Regions from separate parts of the Gadus morhua genome. Here region 2 is linked to region 1. A link is a contact called in public Hi-C data. All regions are on one chromosome and are shown on one strand. The core of a region is the stretch at or near the end of the contact, and the rest is flanking DNA. Distances in the headings are between cores, read along the strand shown.

Region 1 (4,365 bases), core at 1,102-3,601:
TCACCTCACTTTGGTGAGGTGAGGATAAAGCAGGCAAAAGTAGTTGTTATTCAACTCAGGTAGTCCTCAAATCCAAGTCAGTATTTGAGTGTTAACCTATACTCAAAGTCAACTCCATCCCGTATGGCCCTAACTTTGTTTTTGTTCCTTATGTTCTGTATTATTCACTAAACAAGCAATAAATCATTCTATAGCATGACCAACACAACATTGGAAGCAGTCAACATATGAACTGCTCTTTCCTTTAGGCCAGGCCTATGTGTTGAGATGAATTGATGCATTAAATGATATTATAAGATCTTTATTTGACTATTGAATCGTAAAATAAAAATGAATATGAATCTTACCGATCTCCAGTCAGTAACAGAAACAAATCACCAAAGAAAAGAAAAAACAACAACAAAACGCGATTTGCAAATCGCGTTCTGTTAGATCGCGATGTCGGTCTGAGCTCGATTGACTTGAGCCCTACTCACAGCGCAGCATCCGGTCCTCGGCAGCCCTCAGCTGGCTCTCGGAGGTGGGGCACCATGCCGGCAGCCAGTTGGGAATCCACAGCGACCTGGGAAAAACACACAACCAACAGACATTATCCATTGAATCACAGCAACCTGGGACAACACACGACCAACAGACCCTATCCATTGAATCACAGCGACCTGGGACAACACACACAACCAACAGACACTATCCACTGAATCACAGCGACCTGGGACAACACACACAACCAACAGACACTATCCACTGAATCACAGCGACCTGGGACAACACACACAACCAACAGACACTATCCACTGAATCCACAGCGACCTGGGACAACACACGACCAACAGACACTATCCATTGAATCACAGCGACCTGGGACAACACCTGAGGTAGGGGTGGATGGAGCACACCCAGAGACAGAGACGATTATATCCAAAGGCAAATACATTGACAATTAAGGGAAGTTGTTAAAATTAGGGTTTGGGATTATGCATGCACCAAAGATGTTTGTTAACATTCCTTTATAATAATTACTACATGTAAACTAACATAGTAGATAAATAAGCTGGACAGTGAGGAACACAGTACAAGCCAAAATACATATCGTTACGCAAAAGTACTAGTCTAATAATATCTATGCCATTGCTAATTTCCTGAGGATAACGATTTGATGGAGACAGGTTGGTGAGTTTCTACGGTTATAGTACGGGACAAACAATAGCCATAGACAGATAAAAATGTATATGTCAAATATTTACATAACTTAGTCCATCATAATACATGCTACTCAATGGAGAAGGATATTGCTCCAAATGCAGCTTCTCATATTGCCTTTTTAGATATGTGTCGTTTTTGATGTGTTTATCGTTAACTCTACAAACTCTAAAACATCAAATGTATGTCAAGCAGGAAATACGTACTTAATATGGTAATAGTGTAATAGACATGCGTTACTAAAGCCCCATATGTTCCCCTGGGCTTTACATAAACAGCTGACTTGGTTGATATGGGGCTTTCTACTACATATGAGCAGCAAAGAAGGGTGGTGTAAACATCAACTAATGGAGACTTATAATGGAGGGATGTACAGTACTTATAATATCAATTTGCTAATTTGCTGAAATGAATGACAAACAACATTCAAAGGGTTACAGAAAGTAAAGCAATTCAGGTAATTAGTTTCGAGGAATTTTAGTAATATGTTAGACGATTATTAATATTTAATTGAGCTTTAATAAACAAATTGCAGGGGTCACCTCAGTGTTGAATCCACGATCCCCAACACACCGCTATAAAGACTGTGGACACCGAAAAACGTCAGAATGCGCTGAAGCAGAACTCTGAAGCTAAAACAAAATCAAAATATTGATGGAATCATTCTGTTATCAATATGCTGACTGACAGAGATTGAATCCATCATATCAGAAATACTTTCATTTACTATATTATTATTCATTCATTGGTCATTACCAAGTTAAGGGCAGACAAATGCCATTCTTATTGTTAGTATCCCACTCAAAAAATCCAAGCAATCACTGAGATAACAACTTTGTTTATCTGAACAAGAGCAGATGACACTTCCAAAGTTTGTGAAATCAACCCATTTACACGCGGAGACATCGAGCTTTTACACAATTATTGTATCGGGAACATACATTAATATAAACTTCATCTAACTCCAAATATAATATGTATGTTAAAAAAACAAGTAAGTAAGTGCCATTCACCCTGTCTGTTTAGTTGTTATATCAGCCATTCTTCCTCACGAACATGTGATCGCAGACACACTGACGTCACTCCCCGGGATGAAGTGTACTCTGCAAAAGGGGGCGTGTGTTTTATTACTTCTCACAGCCCGTGCGGGTGGTGTCCGAAACACTGCGCAGTTTCAGTGGGCCAACGTGGAACTCTTGTGCGCTCCGTGTGGAGAAAGCAGGCGCACCGAATGACCGTGCAAGAACGGGAAACCACACATTGCGGAAGAAATCCTGTCCTGTCAAAATATCTAAACATTGCACCTCAAAGAAAAGGAGACATTGGGTAAGTGGGGTGATGGTCTCTCTTTACCAGGCACAAATCACAGTGCAGTGTGCAAGCATCGCTGCAGCCAATGGATGTCATTAACTTGCATTCATTTAAAAAGTAGTTTCAAGTTTGAAACCTCCCCATTGCAAACAATCGGCAGTTTTGTATTTTTGCAAACTATGTTTCGTCTTGTCTTGGCATGTGTTCGTTGTATTGAATGCGGACGTTGTATCCACATTCAACCAGGTTATTTGTCGATTCATTAAATTATCCTGTTTTGTGTGCTGAGATTAATCATCGCTGGCTGGTATGAGGTCGGTGGGTGTGATATGCCTTAGACGTTTGCTAAATTGACTAGTGACGTGGACTGGATTGAAGTCCCATGACTGAAGTCCAGCGGATAACTTAATACACTTCTACATCTCCCCCTCGTGATGCACCTAAGGGCCATCAAATGGTCAGGTTAAATTATCCTCTGGTGATCATGAACTTGTCACCCCTGGGTCCGACTTCTTAGTAAATGTCGAATAGACTGAGGTTATGATAATGCAAACAACATTTTTTTGTATTAAATTCTGAGGGGTCTGAAACGGAACCTGACAACTGACATGACCACGATATTTAGTTATCCAAATATAAGATTGTGTACTGTAACTTATTCTCCACAATAAAGTTGCAGTCAAAGTTACAGCAATACGTGGCTGCCAAGTCCCACCCACTCTGGTTGAGAGCTCGCCTTCAGCTGTCCCAAACAGTAACCCCTCCAGTAGACCTGTCATTCATGCCTGGGTTGAATGTGACACGCAATATTATAGTCTGTTAAATATCTAAAACCTCACAGGATTCAAACCGACACTGGTTAATGTTTCCTGGTGCCATTTCTGTTTGGCTGGCTTCATACATGGGCGCAGCATTCATGACTCCTTGGCTTACTCATAAATTACTATTTACTTGAAATGACTATTCACTTGTTTGACATGTTGCATCCTTCTTTAGATCCTGGATAGCTGCCACTGTCAATTGCAATGTGCAACTTCTAGATGCATTGTTATTATTAAAGCTATTATGCATTGACCATTTAATGCTATGGCCCATTTGCTAGGTAGGCCTACATGTATGGCTATAATACAGGTAATTCCTCATTGCCACACACATGACTGATTACTTATATTCTTACTAAGTTAGCATTAATATCCTGTTAGATAGACAATCTTTGAGATTAAACTGCAAGTCTGCAAATTTCGGCAGTGTTTCCCCCAGTACTGTGTTGTTAAGGCAGCTGCCTTAACAACAATAGGGCCCCGCATTGACTACCAATACATATTAGAATTATTATTATTATTATTTTATTATTATTATGCAATGCATTAACAAAGTAGAAAACTGTACATAACCCCCCCCCCCCCCCCCGCTCCTTGACCACCTTGACTAAGACATTTTCTGATTGCGTCATCCGTTTCCTGGATCATAGATACAAATATTCCTTTGTAATACTAATAATAATTTAAAAAAAAGCTACTGGCATACGCTGTTGTGTAGTTGTCAACATTGTGTGTGTTCTGTGTGTGTTTTCCCTTAATTCTCCCATACTTGTCGACATTGATCTCTTTGTTTGGACGTACACACCGAAACAAAACAGAACTCTTATTTTATATGAAATTAACACTAATACTATTGCTCTAACATATTCATTGAAGTCAACATAACTTTTCATCTTGTTCTTGCTTCGATTAAATAAACCAGCCGCCCAACAGCGTCCATGTCCTGACTACGTGATGCCGTGTGTCTCTGGTGCAGGCTCCCAGGTAGCGGGAGAAGATGCTGAAACAGCCGTCTGCGGGTGGGGACGATGGC
Region 2 (4,365 bases), core at 1,159-3,658, 200 kb after region 1:
TTTAAGGCTTATTTAACCTTCCTTTTCCCATAGCGCTCTTGTGGAGTCCCCTCTACGACTTCATCTTCTTCTGGAGAGGGATGTTGGCGTCAGTGTGATTTTTTAAATTGCTTACCCTAACCCAATTTATTCTGTCGGTGGATGGAAGTGGAGCAAAAAGCATACAGTGCTTTTAATAAGTCCAATTATTTGCGGCACAGGTTACACTGATCAAACAAAAGTCTGTGGGCACATGTGAGAATATCAGGCTATCACAGACACATACTTTGCTCACCGTATTTCTGTAAGAATTGCTTGCTTTGCGTTGTCACCCACTGGGCCACATGTAGAGTGAGACGTATAAGTAAAACTATGCATTTCCTGTGCCACTCCCTCATTTCGTGTTCCCTTATTCTCTCAGGGTTTCCCAGTCAGTAACCCCTGCAACAAATGTGTTTTGAATGTAGAATACAAAGCATACAACAAAGCAATAAATTGCTCCAGTGGATAGAATCACGCCATTCGATCATGCTCGACTGCATCCCAATATTCCCGTGTTTGTTTGTAGGGAAAGTGGTGGATCAGGAGGCCCTTGTTGAAGCTCTTCAGAACAAAGTAATCCAGGCTGCAGCGCTAGATGTGACCTACCCTGAACCGCTGCCCAGGTAAACGCACGCACAAACACCGTGATGAAACGGCCATTGTTTCACCTAGAGAATGATCATAGTGTGGGACCTATTCTGCAGTGCAATTGAATTTACATTAACCCCTACGTTAATGTTATGTAATATGTAGGTTAGATGAATACGGCCAATTAAAGGCATCAATAAAGAATACATGAACAAAAATCGATAATAATTGATAAAAAATGAATTAAACAAAACTCCCAAAAGACTTCACTATCACTTGCATTGGTAACTGCAGTATTGCCTTGCAATTATATATTATTTAGACATCGGCTTAATAACCGCGCAGTACAGTAACAGAGGTCAAACATTAAGGTCAAACTTTTTGGAGTCTGATGTTTGATGCTATTTGGTTGTTGGATTCTTTCCATGCAGTTTTTGTTAGTGTACTTATTTATTAAAAGCGAAAAGAAGAGATCATTCCTATACACTATTGTAATAGCAACTTAACGTGTGTGTGTGTGTGTGTGTGTGTGTGTGTGTGTGTGTGTGTGTGTGTGTGTGTGTGTGTGTGTGTGTGTGTGTGTGTGTGTGTGTGTGTGTGTGTGTGTGTGTGTTTGTGTGACATTTCAGAGGCCATCCCCTGTTATCTCTTCCTAATGTCATCGTGCTACCCCACATGGGGACTCACACATTGGAGACGACCTGTCTCATGATTAAGCAAATGGTGGCCAATGCGCTTGCAGCATTGGCTGGGGACACACCCCCTAATGAGGTCATAGTCTGATCCTCTGGAAAGCCACTGGAGAGGCTGATACCTTTTTATCATTAAAAGCAACAGACATCTTATCAGTACTGTAGTAATAATGATGTTATAAAGTACATATAATCTATGTGAATTATCTAGGAATCGCATCTTAATCTGTTGATTTCCATAGCTAATCTGTATTTACCCAGATGTTTTTAGAAATGTTATAATTTATTCTTCTTCACCTCTATTGTAAATCCCCTCGTATCAGCTAAATGTGTTAATACTTTAGTCGTAGTCGAATCGTAAGTATTATTATGTATGCCATTAATTTATAAAAAATCCTGTGGTAAATGATCCATTAATTATAATAGGGACACCATAGAGCAAAGCTTTTCAAAGGTACATTGCAGGATATATCTTATAATCATGATTCATTTAGACTTAAACGTAAGCTTCCAAGTAATAAAAAAATATTTAAAGTTATTATCTTAATATGAACCATATATGTATGATGAATTATTCCCATAGACATTAATATGTTCTGAATGACTTATAATGAAATACTTAATTGTACTTGCTTAATTGTGATAAAAAAAATTTTTACACTTTGTTCAATCAGATCTCTACTGTATGTGCAGACAGAAACAAGACAAAAAAATTATGATGCCAGCTCAAAGCCTGGGTTCGCTGGTTGACCAGTGTGTAAGCTCTCATGTGCTCCTGCTGCCTTGAGCTCTTTGCTACAAGACTATCATTATCTTAAATTAAAGACATCCAACTGATGCCTCCTCATTCCCTTATTTTCTTTCAGTTCCCCTTAATCCTTAGCACATCACTCCTCCCCATTCTCAAGCCAAACAAGCCACACCCTCCCAATCACCATGGTGACACATCTGTACAGGTGTTGTGTTGGCAGATGTTGGTGCAACAGGTGTGCTGCCTCCATCACACCTGGATGTTTCAAACTTGCTCATCACCGGTGTCAATCTCCCTTTGAAACCAGCCCCCAAGCCTCTGATTGGTCTCTTAACCAGACAGTCTAGGCAATGACTCTGACGTCACTTCCCCACTTCCTGTCCGCCATGTTCCCTCGCAATAGAGTTGTGTTATTGGCAGGAATGAACAAAAAGGGGGGCATGGTTAGTATTCGAATAAGTTAAGTTCGATGCAGCGCGTCTATACAAGGCAGATTAGCGGTAGTAATGATAAGAGAAGTGGCTTCCGGGGACCTGCATCTGTTCGGGTAACAATTTCGTGAGCGCGCCCGAGTGACGCCGAAGTCCTAGCCCTCGCGCCGGATTGGTGAAGGAGGACGCACGGGCACGCCGGCCCCGGTACAAGTAGCGCTGCCCTCCAGCCTCCTCCAGACAGTGAGACATCAACACGCACGACCAGGTGGGCGACGGACAACCCGCTTCTTGTCTCCGAGACCGTCATGTTACGCACTAACCTACCATACTTTGTACCGGGAACCGGGTGCAAAGTTGTGTTGAATGGCACTCGGCGCTATTCGGCTACGCTCGCTAGCTCGTAGGTCCGCCCGACTGATCAGCCGTTGTAGTTTCATGCTCGTTATCCAGCGACATAATATCCACGTTTAGCCCCAGGAGGACCCGGGTTCAGATCTGGTTTAGTGAAGATCAGGCTAGCCCCAGGTAGCTGCGTTTGTTCTGCCGGGTGGAGGTAAAGCTTGTGTTGACACAAACGGTGATGTGTGTATGACAATGCCACGATCAAAAGCTAGTAACCTGCTCACGAAAAGTGTTTATTTGTGTGACATGAGTGTGTGACTACACCGAACGCAATTGTTAAGCTCACAATATATATTAAGATTGCCCCCCCCACCGGCACGCCCCCAAGAGCCCTGATCTGAGGATGGAGGAAAGTGAAGCAGGAGTCAGAAGTTGAGATGTTCCCTGACAGGGTCCTTTTCGTTTGAGGGGATTTAGAGCTTGTCAGAGGATGGGTTTGAATCAGAGCTGTGTGTTTATTGCTGTAGTGTTTATAGACACTTATGAATTAGCATGATATATGCTCTAAGTCACACAAAGCATTTTGGTGGATTTCTATTGAGGTTGTGTGATAAGAAGTTAGAAGCGTGCGTGCGTGTGTGTGTGTGTGTGTGTAAATGGAAATGTGTGACTGATGCACCTCTTGATGATCAGCATAGAGCTGCTTCTGGTCCGCTGATGTGATGTCGTGAGGGCTTCTCTAAACAAAGAGCCGAGGCTCAGTGTAATACGAGACTCATTTGTGATTTCTTGAGAAACGGAAGAAACCTTGAGATCGGGACCACAGTCACAATGCAGCCCCCAGCTTGGTTAGCTAGCAGAGCTATGCAGATACTGGACAGACTTTAAATCGAAACTTTGGCTCTTAAAGAATAAAGACGAATATATACACTGTGACAACAGTCAAAGGGACAACCCAGTAAATGCTAAACAGAAAATGCTAGCCACCTGCATGCTGTTTTTTTAAATTAGCGATGCTAATGTCTGTCTGATCGTTTACAAAATACTATTGTAGGTGGCGTATCCTGGCACCTCATGGCAATGTACAATGCTTTAATTAATGATATTTAACGCTATTATTATTAAGAGTTTTTTAATATTAATACAGACCTACTGTATAAAGGTGCCAGACCTTCAATTATCTAAAGGTGCATAACAATAATGACCAAAAAATAACATGATGATAAATGATACTTAAAACAAAAGAAAAACGGCAAACTATTACCAATCATCAATTCTTCATGGTCTGACCACAGCTAGGAGGGCTATACTAATCAAATTCTGTTCCAGGAGTCCTGCAGCTAAACATTGGCCTTGTCGTTATCGTTCTACGCTATAATCAGGGTGGATCAGAAGCAGCTTTTTAGAAACATTATGGAATATTTTTTGTTTTTCTTCAACTCAAACACAACTTTTGAAGTATCTGAAAACAACTGCAAGGCGAAATCTGATTCAGCACATCATTGCAGATAAACATATTAGAACTTCTGCTTCTGAC

Evidence for each region. Hi-C and Micro-C count contacts between places; a contact is called where the count stands out from the background.
Region 2: a Hi-C map of blood shows a contact between it and region 1, with 4 times the contacts expected there. The contact joins the promoter of adnp2a here to the promoter of ano10a in region 1. A contact is called at or near these places in 2 of 6 Hi-C or Micro-C datasets (blood and gill).

What each region holds. Positions count from the first base shown.
Region 1 is chr11:18,708,020-18,712,384 of gadMor3.0, forward strand. It overlaps ano10a (anoctamin 10a), which reads left to right and starts at 2,352. Exons shown (of 14, transcript XM_030369572.1): 1 at 2,352-2,526; 2 at 4,309-4,365. The coding sequence starts at 4,330. It overlaps LOC115553402 (1-acylglycerol-3-phosphate O-acyltransferase ABHD5-like), which reads right to left and starts at 2,289. Exons shown (of 6, transcript XM_030369584.1): 1 at 2,214-2,289; 2 at 1,743-1,784; 3 at 477-562. The coding sequence starts at 2,242.
Region 2 is chr11:18,906,735-18,911,099 of gadMor3.0, forward strand. adnp2a (ADNP homeobox 2a) reads left to right here and starts at 2,409. Exons shown (of 17, transcript XM_030369564.1): 1 at 2,409-2,751. It overlaps zgc:136493 (D-glycerate dehydrogenase), which reads left to right. Exons shown (of 7, transcript XM_030369579.1): 6 at 548-644; 7 at 1,239-2,148. The coding sequence ends at 1,392.